Regions from separate parts of the Oryctolagus cuniculus genome. Here region 2 is linked to region 1. A link is a contact called in public Hi-C data. All regions are on one chromosome and are shown on one strand. The core of a region is the stretch at or near the end of the contact, and the rest is flanking DNA. Distances in the headings are between cores, read along the strand shown.

Region 1 (7,836 bases), core at 2,224-4,723:
AAGCAAAATGAGAGAGAAAGAAAAATGCTCACTACCCTAACCAAGAACCTGCTATTAGTTAGTTCCCTAAAAATTCTGAGACCGTGGCTGGCGCCATGGTTCGCTTGGTTAATCCTCCACCTATGGCGCCAGCATTCCATATGGGCGCCGAGTTCTAGTCCCAGTTGCTCCTCTTCCAGTCCAGCTCTCTGCTGTGGATCGGGAGTGCAGCAGAGGATGGCCCAGGGGTTTGGGTTCCTGCAACCGAATGGGAGACCAGGAGGAAGCACCTGGCTCCTGGCTTTGGATCGGCATAGCTCCGGCCGCAGCGGCCATTTGGGGGGTGAACCAACGAACGGAAGGAAGACCTTTCTCTCTGTCTCTCTCTCTCACTGTCTAACTATATATGTCAAATAAAAAAAAAATTCAGAGATCCTTTAAAGGTGTTAATTCTACTACTAGGACTTCAACAACAAATAAAAGCAAATAGCGACATTATTTAATCCATTATTATACATTAACTCTATACACTCTTATGTATAATTATGGAAACTATATAGAAATACTTGACAGTTAAATGAAAATAGAAAACAGGAAGAATACAACAGAGCAGGTATTATAACCATCCTTTAAAGTATGTATTCACTCATTCAATAAGTATTTATTGAATGCTTCAAGGAGTTTACACCCTAATGGGGATGACAGACAATAAGCAATGGCAAATTAGTAAAATACACAAAAGTAAAATACACATGAAGATTTCATTATAACTTGAAGACAGTTAAATATGCATATGAAAGATGATAAAAAATGAGTGGCTATGCTAGGTTTACAGAATTAGGTCCCTTTTCACATTTATGTAATTATATTTATGGTAATTCTTAAGTACTATTTTATTGTCTTCAAAATTACAAAAAAAAAAAAAACTCTAAAGTTCTGCTAAGAGAAATAAACAACTGAGTTAAATGAGTAAACAGAACCTTAGCTAATCCTCTGCTTCCCACCCCCATGAAATGTGTGTCTTTGTCTCAGTTTCAACACTATGGTTTTCCCAACCTTATTTACTTCTGCTCTCCAACACCATCCTTCAATTCAATAAAGAAACCGTACCAGGCTAGCAGGTCATGTCTATTTCTAGAATGTATCTCATTTAAAATGTCCACTGCGTGGGTCCAACACTGTGGCGCAGTGGTTAAAGCTGCTGCCTGCAGTGCCAATGTCCCATATGGGTGCTGGTTCAAGTCTTGCGGCTCTTCTTTTAATCCAGCCCACTGCTTATGGCCTGGGAAAGCAGTTGAAGATGACCCAAGTGCTTGGGCCCCTGCATCCCTGTGGGAGACCAGGAAGAAGCTCCTGGCTCCGGGCTTCAGATCTGTTTAGCTCTGGCCATTGTGGCTATTTGAGGAGTGCATGAGTAGATGGAATACCTCTCTCTCTCCCCCCTCTCTCTGTAACTCTGCCACTCAAATAAATTTTAAAAATTTTTTTAAAAAAGGAGAAATCACTTAATTCTGCTCAGGTGAGGGAGAACACCTAGTGAAGTTCAAAGAGGCTGACTGATTAGACAGAAGTCTTGGGAGAAATGAGGACACTACACCAGAAGTGAACAGGCTGTGCAAAGATGGGGGGAGCCATGAAAACGTGGTGTTTCTGAAAATGTGTCAGAGATGTCACATGCAAGAAAATCAGAAAGGACAAGCAGGGAGCATACTGCAAACACTCCCGAGTGACACCCCAAGTCCCTTAGATTAGGGTGGAAGTGACTGAGAGTCGCCAAAGACTCAACACTGGAATTAGGCGCTGATTTTCATTTTTGAAATGGTAACCTGGCTTTAGAAATGGAGAGTGGACTTGGAAAAAAAGAGACAGCTAAACCAGTTAACACATGGCAAGTGTGCCAGAAATGTTGACGGGAGGAGACTACCACCGAGAGGTCCTGCATCTCCTACTGTCATCTAAAGGCAGCAGCACGTGAGATTATAAAATTAAGGCAGGCGGGAAAATGAAAAGTAGCACAGCCCTGGAGTCAAAGTAAGGGAGTCGGAATCCACAGATGACACTGGCTGGCTGGGATCTGCAGCTAGGGACTTCATCGCTCTGTGCCTCAGTTTCCCAATCTATGCTAACACCACGTACCCCTCACAGGACTAGAGAGGACTAAAAACGCGGTAACTAAAATAACCAGCACGGTTCATTTTACCACGTGTGGTATTCAGCACCGCGCGCTAAGCACCTAACAGATACTCAATACCACCCTCGGCAACTTAAACTCTTGTCCATCAGCTTCTTATAAACACTGAAAAACAGTTTTAACTTTCCCCTCCGCATACTTCATAATACTTCGTGTGATAATGGGAAAACTGCCGTTTTAAAAGCCAGTGCGATTTAGAAAGGAAAAATCATTTTCCCAGCAGGTTCTGATACGCAGTTGACACAGAACTCACTTCGACAGCTCACTGAAGAGCTAAAGTCACTGTGTAACGTTAGTCAGGATACACGTTCGGGGTATCAGTCAGGGAGCATGAGGCCCTAAAGATGCTGGACACGGCGGCCAGGCTCCCATAAGGTAGGGTCCCAGCTGAGAAACTCTGGGACCTACTGTGATTTAAAAAAAAAATAAAAAGTCACGGTGAAACAGAGTTCAGAAAACTCTGCCCGCACGAGGAAGTGCCCAGGAAACGGATCTGGGCCACCGGCCGGACAGCTCCGCGCTCGGGGGGTTGGCCGGACCCGGGCGCTTCTTGCACAGCAGCCGGAGGCGGCGGCACCGGGGGCGGCCGCGCCGCAGTCGCCTCCCCCGCGGGTCGGCCCCGCATTCCTGCCCGGGTCTATACTTAACCTCCGGCCCGCGCCCCGCGGCCGCCGCGCCACGCCGTGCACCGTATTAGGCAATGCCCAGCGAGCCGAGCCCCGGCCCCCCCGCCCCGCTCCGCTCCATTCAACCCGGCGGCCGCGGCCGTGGCGGCGCCCGCGCCCCTCCCCCACGCCGGCCGCCCGCGCCCCGGCGCCGCGCCGCGACCACCCGCGAACCGCCGCGCGCGCCCGCGCCCGGCCCGCTCGCCCCCCGCGCCCAGCCCCGCCCGCCGGCCAGCCCGGCCCCCGCCCCGAGCCCCTCAGGTCCCCGGCGCGGAAGCTAGCGGAGGCCTGGGAGCCGGGGGCGAGGGAGACGGCGGGGGCGCACGTACCCCGCGGTCATGGCGATGTTGTAAAAGGTGAGCCAGACGGTGGCCAGCAAGCCGCGCCGCCGCCTCTTGCCGGCGGCCTCCTTCTCCTCGCTGGCCTCCGAGGCGCCGCCGTTGGTGCCGTCCTCCTCGCTGGACACCATGGTGGCCACGCACCCGAGGGCCGTGGACGAGAGGGGCAGGGGAGTGGGAGGGGGCCCTGCCGCGCGCGCCGCCGCCTCGGTCAGCCGCCCCATGTGCCGCGTGCAGGGGGACTCAGCGCCGCCAGCCGGGCCGCCGCGAGGGGGAGGAGCGGGCGCCCCCGGCCGCCGCCCGCCGCCCGCCCCGCCCCTGCCCCCGCCTCTCGGGAGCGCGCGCGCGCCGGGGGCCGGGGCGGCCGGCCTGGACACGGGGGGCTCTGGGCCGCGGGAGCCGCTGCTGAGGCGTTGTAGGCGGCTCGGTGGAAAAATCTCCCCGCGTGCTAGCAGCAGGGGGACGTGTTCCTAGAGAGACGCGCAGACGGCAGGTGCCCTGGGAAGTGCGCCTTGGCGAGTGCGGCTGCCCGGGGCCAGGCGCGGGGAAAGTGCTTTTGTGGGTGCGGGAGCCGGTGGCGGGACCCTCCGCCGAACACTTTGCGGAGCGGAGGCGAGCGGCCACGTCGCGCCGTGTGCTCTTTGGCGGGGCGGGGAGAATGCGAGCGTGTCGCGCGCGCCTGCACTGCTGCAGAAGACGCTGCCCTGGTGGCACGGATTTCAGTTCCGCGCCGACGTGTCGTCGGGAAGCTGGCGGGGACGAGGCCGGGGCCAGGCGGCGGGGAAGAGCCGTTCCAAGCCCTGGGGCCAGCGAGAGCGCCGTGTGGCCCGCGGGGAAGCGAGCCCCTCCGAGCCCCGTATCCCGTTCCTCCCTGAGTCCACGCGTTTTCCAAACGGCGCTTCCCTGAGTTAGGCTCTGGAGTCGGGTTACTGAAATCCAATCCCCAGATCCCTGACTCCGCCCATCTTATTAGCGGAGGGAACTAGTTTCTTCAGGAAGAATTTTGTCTTTGAGCCACAGTGGAGGGCCGTGGGAAGATTTAAGTGACTGTATCCATGAAAAAAGTGCGAACAGGCCTGGAACCGTCCCACCGCCACCTCCCTTTACTTCATCCCGAAAGAGAAATTCTGCGCCGGTCGGTGGAAGTCCCCTGCTTGTTAGGCGGCTCTCCTGGCCCCCGAGCCCAGCCACGGGCAGCCAGGATCCCGTTCAGGAGCTCCTCGGGTGTGGAGTGGACGCCAGCGACTGAGCGCACCGAAGGGGAGGAACCGGGACCCCGTGCGCCCGGGTCTTAGCTCTGGGAGCTTCGTCCCGGAGGCCCCGCCGGCGTTCTCGGGGGTTTTAGAAGGCCTTCAGCAAGAAGTTCCTGTGGGGAAAGAGCGAGATAGGAGGCAGGTGTAGTAGCTGGAGGGTGCTCAGCCTTACCGGAAACTATGAACTCATCTAAAAAGGCACTGAAGTAGAAAAGGAAGAAATAAAATTACTTGCAAATGACAACACTGCATAATTTTAAAAGACTGGTAATCATGAGGAAGCCTAAAGAAAAAGCTACTGGAAACTAGTGGCAATGTAATGAAAATCTGTATTTTTTTTTCTGTATGCTAGCAAAGAACTGGAAAATGAAATATAAAATAACTGTATGGCTGTACTATGGTCATCAGCATCCAAAACAAAGTATACACAAAACATAAATTACATACAGATATATATATATAAAACCAAGAACTGTACGCTGAAAATTATAAATCGTTGCTTAAAATAAAAATCACTGTTGAGAGAAATGAAAAATATAGATAATCCATGTTCTTGAAATGGAAGACATCTCTGTTAAATGACATTTGTCCCCAAATCCTAACAGGACTTTTTTTTTTTATTTGACCACTTAATGGCTAAGATTTAGATGGAAATGCATAGAAAGAACAAAGTTGGAGCACATGCACACCTGATTTTAAAACTTACTCTAAAACTACAGTTTTCCGTACAAGGTAGTAGGCATCAGAAAGGCCTACTGGTCCACAAAACAAAATGAGTCCTCATATGCATTCATGTGTATACAGTCCATTTCTAAAAAGAAGCTAAAGTAATTCAGTGTGAAATGCAATCTTTTCACTAAATGGAGCAATTGAATATTCTTGTAAGAAATGAATCTTGGCCCTTACCTTACAACAGAGACAAGTAACTTGAAATAGATCAGGCCCCTAAATAGAAAAGCTGAAGCTCTAATACTTGTACAAGAAAACGCAGCAAAATCTTTGTGACCTTGGGGAAGGTGATTTCTTAGGTACAAAAAAGTACTAAGAAAAGGCAGATTCAGCATCAAAATGTAAAAGTCTGTTCTTCCAAAAACATTTAAAGAGTGGAAGTATTCACAATATGTGTGTCTGAAAAGACCTTGCATACCTGATATATAAAGAATCCTTGCAACTCAATAAAAACAGCCTGATTTTTTAAGTGAGCAAAGATCTGAATAGATACTTTACAAAGAAGCTAACAGAGGTAGTCATTTAGCAATGCAAATTAATCCCACAGTGAGATATACTATACTACACTTACCACTGCTAAAGTGGTTAATAATTTTAAACCTTGGCAAAGATGTGAAGCAACTGGCATTCTCACAGAAAGTTAAAGAGAACAGTACTTTGGAAAATAATTTGGCAATTTCTTACAAACACGTACTTGCCAATAGATCCAGAAATTCCATTCTTATTTAAGGACAAGAAATGAAAATATATTTCACACAAAGACTTGGACACAAATATTCATAGCAGTTTTAGTCATAGTAATCCCAAACTAAAAATATCCCATATATCCATCAACACAGAAGAGACCAATTGTATTGTATTGTATTGGTATAATGGGATATTGCTCAACAATAAAAAGGAATAAACCACTATATAAGCAGCATGAATGAATCTCAAACTGTATGGTGCCTGAAAGAAGGCAGACTTAAAAAAAAAAAAAGTAGTACATGATTACTGTTATATGAAACTCTAGAAAAAGAAAATTAAGCTAGAGTGAACAAAATAAAAATAATGTTGCCTGGGGCTGGAGATGTTTTTGAATAGAAGAGATACTTTTTAAAACTTATTTACTTTTATCTTCTTGAAAGTTTGAGAAACAGGAAGATCTTCCATCTGCTGGTTCATTCACCAAATGCCTGCAATAGCCAGAAATGGGCCAGGCTGAAGCCAGGAGCCAGGAAATCCATCTGTGTCTCCCATGTGTATGACTGGGACCCAAATGCTTGAGCCATCATCTGCTGCCTCCCAGGGTGCATTAGCAGGATGGTAGATTGGAAGCAGAAGAGCCAAGACTCAAACCAGCACTCTGAAATGGGATGTAGGCATTGCAAGCCATGGCTTAAAACACAGGAATGTTTTTGATATAATGCAAATGTTTAATGAGTTGATTACAGAGGTATATATATTTGTCAAGCCAGAACAGATAGGGGCTGGCATTGTGGCACATCTTATCCAGTTCCTTGCTAATGTGCCTGGGAACGCAGCAGAAGATGGCCCAAATCCATGGGCTCCTGATACCCATGTGAGAGACTCAGATGCAGATCCACAGTCTTGGGTTTGACTTGATCCAGTTCCGGCCATTGTAACTTTTTGGAGAATATGCAGCAGACAGAGGATATCTGTTCCTTTCTCTGATGCTGTGCATTTCAAATAAATATTTTTAAAAGTCTGAACACAGGGCCAGCACTGTGACGGAGTGGGCTAAGCCTCTGCCTGTGGCACTGGCATCCCATTTGGGCACCTGTTCATGTCCAGGCTGCTCCTCTTCTGATCCAGCCCTCTGCTATGGCCTGGGAAAGCAACAGAAGATGGCCCAAGTGCTTGGGCCCCTGTACTTACGTGAGAGACGCGGAGGAAGCTCCTAGCTTCTGGCTTCAGATCAGCCCAGCTCCGGCCTTTGCCACCATTTGGGGAGTGAATCAGCAGATGGAAGATCTCTCTATCTACCTCTGTCTCTCTATAACTCTGCATTTTAAATAAATTTTAAAAAATAAATATTTTTTAAAAAAGGATACAACTCAGGATCAAATAGAAGAAATGCATAGAGCAAGAAATGGAGAAAGGAATGTGGGGCTCCAATGCTGTAGTGAATTATTAAAATTTTCTGTTGCCTGGGCATCCATTTTGAATATGTTGGACTTTCTCATACCAGAGCTAGGGTTTAGTCACTCTTAACAGAGTTCCTAGTTACTCTGCCTCCCTCCTTTTCCCCAAGGTGGCCAATCCAGATATTGGCCTTATACAACTACCTCCTGGTGACCAACTCCCTAAGGGATAACTGGATACAGCCTACTCGAGTTGCCCCATTGACCCCAAGGTCCCACCATAAATGGGTGGCTATGACCACCTCTTAGTCACATCACAGCGCGACTCCACAGAACTCTCATCTGCCTGTTCTGTACCACCAATCAAAACTTCGAAGGGAAACCTGCTTGGATAACATGCTCAACCCAATAAAGGCTTTGGAGACTGGTCTCTCAATCTCTCTTTCTCTCTCATCATTTTTCTTGGTTAAGCACCATGTCAGATGTCTCACTGCTTCCTGTTGGCCCTGTGAGGCATTCCATCTGCTTCTCTGGGATCTGTAAGCCATAAACTGATTCTGTGATTTCATGTTTGTTGAGTGGCCTCCTCTGTGTCTC
Region 2 (7,836 bases), core at 3,190-5,689, 110 kb after region 1:
CATAGTTGTTAGAATACAGATTCCCAGTCTGTCTGCAAGGAGATTGTGATTTAATTGATCTGGGATAGGACTAGAAAGCTGTAGTTTATCAAGTGCCCCAAGTCATCCTTCGGTCTCACTAGTTTGGACAACAGTGATTCTATAATTTCCGTTAAGTCTATATGTTCTTCAAAATAAAGACTATTAAAATATTCTGGTCAGGATTCCATATATTATATGATAGAACCTCCTCCTTTTGAAGTAAGTCACCTTACTCATTTGGTCTAAGGCTTCACTAACATTCTGAGATCACAGTCCCCTTTGAAAAGCTGAATAAAGATGTGGAACTTCCAATGCTCCTGCCTGAAGTTTTACACATAATTGCAGGTGCTTCAGAGACACTTAGAACTCATTTATGTAGCCTGTCTTTTGAACACCTGTCCTATAGAGTCAGTCTAAATTTCCCTAGCCTAATATCAAGATTTTCTGTTATCTTGCTCCACCCTACCAATGGAGCCTCTTAATATTGTCATTATAGCTAGGAGCTGTGAAGATGGATAAATTTTACAGATGATATTCCTGAACATATGAAAAAATTAGCAAAGGAACCTATATGATTACCTATAAGTCTACATGTTCTTCAAAACACTTTTTTATTAAGAAAATATTCTTTTTTTAAAAGGTTTGTTTATTAGTTTGAGAGGGAGAGTTGCAGAAGGAGGGCGAGAGAGAGCTCTCATCCACTGGTTCACTCCCCAAATGGCTGCAATGGCTGGAGCTGGGCTGATCTGAAGCCAGGAGCCAGGAGCTTCTTTAAGGTGTCCCAAGTGGGTGCAGGGGCCATCCTCTGCTGCTTTCCCAGGCTATTAGTTGGGAGCTGGATCAGAAGTAGAGCAGCCACATGGGATGCCACTGCTGCAGGTGGTGGCTTAACCTGCTATGCCACAGCGCTGGCCCCCTTTAGAAAATATTCTAGCAGGATCCCATGTGTTACAATCATTGGCATCTTCCAGGAAAGATGATAAAGGAGACTGTTGATTAATGTGTTCCTTTCTTCTATCCCCAGGGACACAGCCTCTTGTATGTAGAGTGTGATTTGGGGCCCTGTCATAGCACCACAACTCATTCTTACAGCACAGTGCTGAGTCCAGGTGTTCATCTCAGGCTTGGCCAGAGTCTTGCCAAAACATTTTTCAGCATCAGCAAATCTAGATCCTACTAATAATTATATTTGTCGGGTCATTCAACATCCTTAATTATTGAGGCTAATGGATTTATTTCCAGTCCAAATCAATCCATCAATAGTCTGATACTGGCCCTGTTTTACAAGTTCAAAGTCGTGTTATCATAATGGAGGAGAGGCATTTAGATTAATGCCTTGCCAGATTCTAAGTAACTATTAAAAATAGAAACTAAAGCATATCTGTGGTAGTAATTTAAACCACGTGTTTTGCTTCTGTATTTAATTATGATTAGCTAGCTGTTTACATGTAATTGGTTTGTCTACAATTAAATAACACAGGACTGAAAAATTTGCTCCAATGAATGGTGACTTTTTGAAAACATAAATGTAAACAGTTATAAAATATAACCCCAATTCTTTGTATGTATTCCTCATTTCTTTAATTCTGATTGTCTCAATTTAACAATAACAGAATTGAAGATGGAATTTAGCAGGTGAGTCCTAGTGGGATCTAATGATGAATAACTGGACAGAAAAGTTAGCACAGCAAGTCTGACTGCTTTCTTTTGAAAGACCTATTACCAGGTTTCCCTTAGCTGCTGTCTGGGAACCTGGATTTGGGGAATGTTACCACTGTTCCCAGAACTGACAAAAGTAGCTTGCTATGCCTAAATGATTTGCCCAACTTACAAGGTTTATGCTGAACCCTTGTTTTCCTTCTGGGAGTCTAGGCAAAGAGTACCTACAGAATCCGTGCCCAGTGAAAACCCCAGGCACTGAGTCTCCAGTGAGCTTTCCTGCTGGCAACATTTCATGTGTTGTCATTGCTTGTTACTCGAGGACTAATCATGTCCATTACCCATGTGACTCAATTGGGAGAAGGCCCTTGGATTGTGCCTCCTTTCTCCTGAACTTCATCCTGTACGCCTTCTCTCACCACTAAGTTTGCTTCAAGTACAATATTCTGAGTCCTGTGAGTCCTCATGACAAATTGTTGAAACTGGTAGTCTTCGGATCTTTCCAAGATATTGTCAATGTGTTGTATTTAATTCATTTATTTACAAATGAATAAGGGAAATAAAACACTCAAGTTTGAAACTATAGTACAAGATTAGAATTTAATAGTTTAAGAAATCATAAGGACTAATATTGTTTCCAGCTAGGCTGGACATGTTTTGTAGCAACTTTAATAGTTTTTTTTTTTTTTATTAGGACGCTGAAGAGAGTCTAGGGACAGGCATTTGGCTAGCAGTTAAGACGCTGCTTAGGATGCTCACTTGCCATGTGCCTGGGTTTGGGTCCTGGGCCAAGCTTCCTGATAAGGCACACTGTGAGAGGCACCAGGTGATGGCAAATTGGTGGGTCCCTGCTGTCTATGTGACAAGGAAGGTTCCCTCTGTTTTAACCCTATGAGGTTAAAGCTGAGAAGCCACTGGGGGAGGGGGGCTTTTGATGAGGTGAAGCCTTTGACTTGCCTCATTGAATGTTTATAAAGCTCAATTGGCCATATTTACAGAATATAAGATACAATATTTTTTGTTTTTAAAGATTTACTTATTTATTTGAAAGTCAGAGTTACACAGAGAAAGAGAGGCTGAGAGAGAGAAAGACAGAGAGAGAGAGACAGAGACAGAGAGAGAGGTCTTCCATCTGCTGGATCACTCCCCAGTTGGTCGCAATGGCCAGAGCTGTGCTGATCTGAAGCCAGGATCCAGGAGCTTCTTCCAGGTCTCCCACGTGGGTGCAGGGGCCCAAGGACTTGGGCCATCTTCCAGTGCTTTCCCAGACCATAGCAGAGAGCTGGATCGGAAGTGGAGCAGCCGGGACTTGAACCGGCGTCCATTTGGGATGCCAGCACAGTAGGCGGCAGCTTAACCCCGCTACACCACAGTGCCGGCCCTAAGATACAATCTTATATTGCTTAACTATGGGGATACCTTTTAAGAAAGTTATCTTTAGGTGACTTGTCCTTGTGTGAATGTCACAGCACATACTTAAACCTCAGTAGTATAGCCTAGTATGCAGACAGGCTGTGTGGGGTAGCCTACTGCTCCCAGGCTATGGATAGCATAGTACCGTCCTGAATATTGTAGGCACCTGTAGCACAATGATACGTATTTGTGTATCTGAACAGGTTTGTGTACACCAGCATCACCACAGACCCATGAGTAATGTCTTGTACCACTGCTGTGATGTCACTAGGCGATAGGAATGTTGCAGCACCATTGTAATCACATGGGACCACTGTGAGCTATGTAGTTCATTGTTGACTGAAACAGCCTGATGTGGTGCTTGGCTGGATATTGTCTTCCACAAGACTCGTACCTTTATAGCCTGAATTTTTTAAAATGGGGAACTTAGGTTAGAAGATTCCAGTCCCACAATATCAACTCAAATCTTCACAGAACAAACCGAATCTGCACCACCCAGTGGAGTTAGAGAGCACTGCATACAGGCAAACCACTTGAATTTCAACTATTTTATCCATGTTGACCAAATTAAGTGAATAATTATTATTCTCGCTTATTTTGTGAGAATATGGGCAGCATTACTACCTGGTTTCAAGTTATTTTAAGTAATCAAAACTTGAAGAGCTGCAACTGTATTAAGTCTTCAGCAGTGAGGCTTTGGGAAATTTAGGAGAAAACATCTGTGTAAATTTTGGGATAAGTTTATGCAAATTGTTTACAGATGTACTACATTTAAATAAGTCTTATTTGCTTAAACTTGTTACTCTGAAATACTGAAAGGATAACTCAAATTGTGGAAGTCTTGAAAAATAAAATTGTAGAATCATAGAATGTAGTAACTTCCTTTTTTCTTTAAGATTGTTTCTCCAGTTCTAAGATCCTATTTACACAATTTGTGTGCTGTTGTAAGACCTGAGTAATTATAGTAGAAAAACATTTCAAGGAGCACAATGATTCTTAATAATTTAAAAAATTCTCTACCTTTTGTTAGAATACAGTTACCAGTTTTATAAAAGAGTTGCAAAAGGGAATATGCTATTGTCGTTGGTCTTACAAATTTGCTCTTACAAATATTTAATAGCCTGAAAGTTGAAATTTTACTTTGTCTTACATTATAAACTTTGGTAAAAGGGCATATATCACATGGTAACATAATCTTACTAAATTCTTTCCAAGTGATTTATTTGCTAACACACACTTTTGAGGATTAGCAACTCTTTGGAAATTACAACTAATCAGTAATTAGGCCCAGAGGTAGACTTTCACCTGTTCCGTAGGCTGTCTGTGCAGCGTGATCCTGACGGCAGCTTCATTACCACCAGCGCTTGCCTTTTTGCACATCAACGCCAAATGATCACAGGAAACAAACCACGGATATGCCAGGACATTCCTGGCAGTTTTCACATTTTGCTTCCCAGACTGTATACTGAAAACAATGAACAAACCTTGAGATTAAAAATGATCTTACTAACAATTTCAGAGACTTTCAGTTTTTGACTTCCTGCCTGCAGGAAGGAAATGACAGTTGGAAGTGTGGAGAACAGGTGTTCCCTTGGACAGAATGATATCTTCTGCTTACTAAAATAAAAAACACTGCATCAACACTCCTACATGGAAGTGAATTCTAACCACAAGACTCAGTTTTTCCACCACAGATCCAGCTTCAGAAAACCAATCTGTTTTCTACCAGGAAGTTGTTGAACCCAGCAATAAATAGGAGTCTGAGATACAAGATTCTTCACAGCCCAAGTCAAGGGTCTGAGGCTTGGAGATGTCGCTTTCCCTGTCCTCCCAGTTACTGGCAGCACAGTGGCATGGCAGATTCGTCAGGGGACTTAGAAGGGAAAGAATCAGGACTGGAGTAAACAGGTCCCAGCTGAAGAGCAGGTGATTTTTAAAGCTTTTCTCACCTCCCTCTGTCTTTGTCTCCCAGTGAGGGTCTGGATTATTTCCTCATGGTAGCTTAGTTTTGGCCTAATGACATTCTTTTGCTTTGCTAGACCAGCTGGTTGCTCTATTATTCATGAAGGAACGTGTCCTGCCTTCCATTCTGTTGATAGGTGGTTGGTACCTGAGAAAGGCTAAAGCTTAAAATAATTAAAGGCTCTGTCTTGGACCAGAAAAACCTTAGACAGTCCTCTACAGCCTCTTCTGGTAATGGTTCAAATCCTTTATACAGTATGCACTTTTGAGGATGCACGGATTCAGGAAGATATTGTAGCACTAGCATTTGTAAAGTCTTTGTTGGTGCTTAGAAAGGATCATAGTCTTTTCCTAACATGCATCATGAAATGAATAATCCTGCAAACCATAGGGACCATGTCTTTTCTTTCTCATTTGGAGATCCTACAGAGTCATGGCATGGCAGAAGGAGATGTGGTAGCTTTAATTGGGCCTAAGCAAGGGAATTAAGGTATGTGGGCTCAATGACTATATAGATTATATTGGCACAGATTGTACACGATTTCTCCTTCTGAAATATCTGTGTAAAAGCCAGCATTTCCTTGCAGTTAAAGAGGAATTAGCTATTGTTGAAGGCCTGCACATTTCCCCTACCGCTTACCAATCCTCCTACAGTTCATTCTTTCCAAATACATATTAAGGGCCTGCTACATGCTGAGAAATATTGTACCCTGCCTCCAAGGAGCTTATGATTTTGTGGAGGGCCCTGTGTGTAAAGAAATGATATAGGGAGGTAAGTGCTACCCAGAAGTATTCAAATAGTGTTTAGCACAAAGGAGAAAATGTTCACTTTCCCTTGGAGAAGGAGGGTAGGAAAGGCTGCACAGAGGAGAAAGCTCTTAACATGGATGATGGAGGGTGGTGATCATACTTTCTAGCCCTGTCCTGAGTGGGAAAGATGGCTCAACCCCCCCCCCCCCAACAATTACTCAAGACTGTCCCCTGTCTTCTGCTTGCATTTTTGCTGTTTTTGCCTCTAGCACTACCACTAACACGATAAGTGGAAGTGAAATTTGTTTATTCGGCTTATGCTTAAGGAAAAAAGAGGGAAAACAAATCAGTGCAGGAAAGGGTAAAAAAAAATTAGACCACAAAAGTTTTATTAAATTGGAATTACTTTTAAAATGTCTCATAGTCTCAAATTGTTCTCTAAATTGTATGCTTGTGAAATACTCAACTATGGCAATATTAATATAAAATGAAAACTCTTTCTACCCCATCTGGTCCTTCCTCCAGAGATCACACTATGAATATCTTGTTGAGTCTGTTTTTGGATTCTTAGATGTGCATTTAAGTCCATAGCTATAGTTTTTTTTCAAATAAAAATGTATGATACCAATCATATTCTTTGACATAGCATCTGCAACCCACTTTCCACCTCCTCTCCTCTCCAACTGCTCACTACACCATGAATATTCTGGAACTATTTTCCAAATGAAATGTCATTGCAATATATAGAGAAGATTGATGTAGCTATTTATAAATATTGATTTGGGTCCACAGTACAGGCCCAAGCTCACCTTTGAGAAGGCTTCTCTGATTAACTTTTTGGTTTTTTATTTTTACATGTTTTTTTCTGAGTGAAATTTGACCCCTGCTCATAAACATGCTTTTGTGTTTCACTAAAAATCTTCTTGTTGCAAAGAACAAAGACCCCTGATTGTAAGGAAACATGTGAGGCACATATAGAAACTTCTTTCTTGGGATGCTTCTCCTCCCTATTGATCTGTTCAGTCTTCTCACTCTTCAGGCTAGCTTCGTCATTCCACTAATTCCTGCAGTTCTTCCGTAGACAGCTTATAGTGGATCATTCACTCACTCATTCATCAGTAGTGCTGAGTATTCATAGCATGTCTGGGTGGTTCTGTCCAATACAGTTTGGCTTGCTCTAATTCTGACTCAAAACTGTGACCTCCTTAACTTTACCTACCTTATCCCCCTGTGTTTCTGAATTCAAATTCCCAAGGTTGAGAATAAGAATTGTCCAGTTCGTGCCATTCCACACATAATCTGCTTGACATTCCATAGTCCAGTTCCAGTTCATCTTGGCAGAAGGAGGTTGGAGGACTTTGGGCAGGGTGGCCCTTTACAGGCCTAACCTGCCTAGAACGTTCCATGAATGGACTTGGGTCTTACCTGTCTGCATTTCTGCCCTCTCCCTAATCAGAAGGACTGTCATGATGTGCACACAGTCACTGTCCAATGGACAATGTTAACACAATTATTTCTTCACATGGAGCTGGAATCATTGTGAGCAGAAGGTGAGAATCACAGCCTCCCTGCTGCTCAAACATAAACCATTCCGTGTGCCGAAGAGCCGCAGGTCATTGTCACAGGAATGCTGCTGTTCTTGGTTTTATCTTTGGAGGTAAAAATGAAGAGAGAGAAACCAGAAGGAAACCACAGATGAGAAATACAAAGCTAGAGCTGGTTTAAGTCCCTATAAAGGGAAATAAAATTGAGCAATGAAATTACAGACCTGTGTAAGACACTTATTTTTCCATGGATTCATACTGTTTTTAGTTAGTAATTCTCTACAAAGTTCAGATTTTAATTCCTATTAGTACATAAAGTATATTCAACATAGCACTGATGACTCCAGACAGAGGATTAGGCAGTTAAAATGTAATTTGTATCTAGTATCAATTAAATAAAAAGTTTTATTAGGGACGATCTAGACAATCGAAGTCAATTATATGTGATATTAGAAATAGTTGACAACAGAACCAATGCTCAAATGGT

Evidence for each region. A called contact is a pair of places that touch in the nucleus more often than the background predicts.
Region 2: a contact with region 1 is called in a Hi-C map of psoas muscle, with 2.7 times the contacts expected there. The contact joins the enhancer-like site here to the promoter of HACD1 in region 1. A contact is called at or near these places in 3 of 6 Hi-C or Micro-C datasets (ear pinna, psoas muscle and an unstated tissue).

The regions. Positions count from the first base shown.
Region 1 is chr13:43,788,445-43,796,280 of mOryCun1.1, forward strand. HACD1 (3-hydroxyacyl-CoA dehydratase 1) reads right to left here and starts at 3,474. Exons shown (of 7, transcript XM_051821433.2): 1 at 3,165-3,474. The coding sequence starts at 3,397.
Region 2 is chr13:43,901,627-43,909,462 of mOryCun1.1, forward strand. No RefSeq gene overlaps it. Among named protein-coding and RNA genes, the nearest start is that of TMEM236, 7.3 kb to the right of the region's middle. Within about 2 kb of position 4,440, at least 1 of the 8 cell types and tissues checked has an H3K27ac peak or open chromatin away from gene starts, as enhancers often do.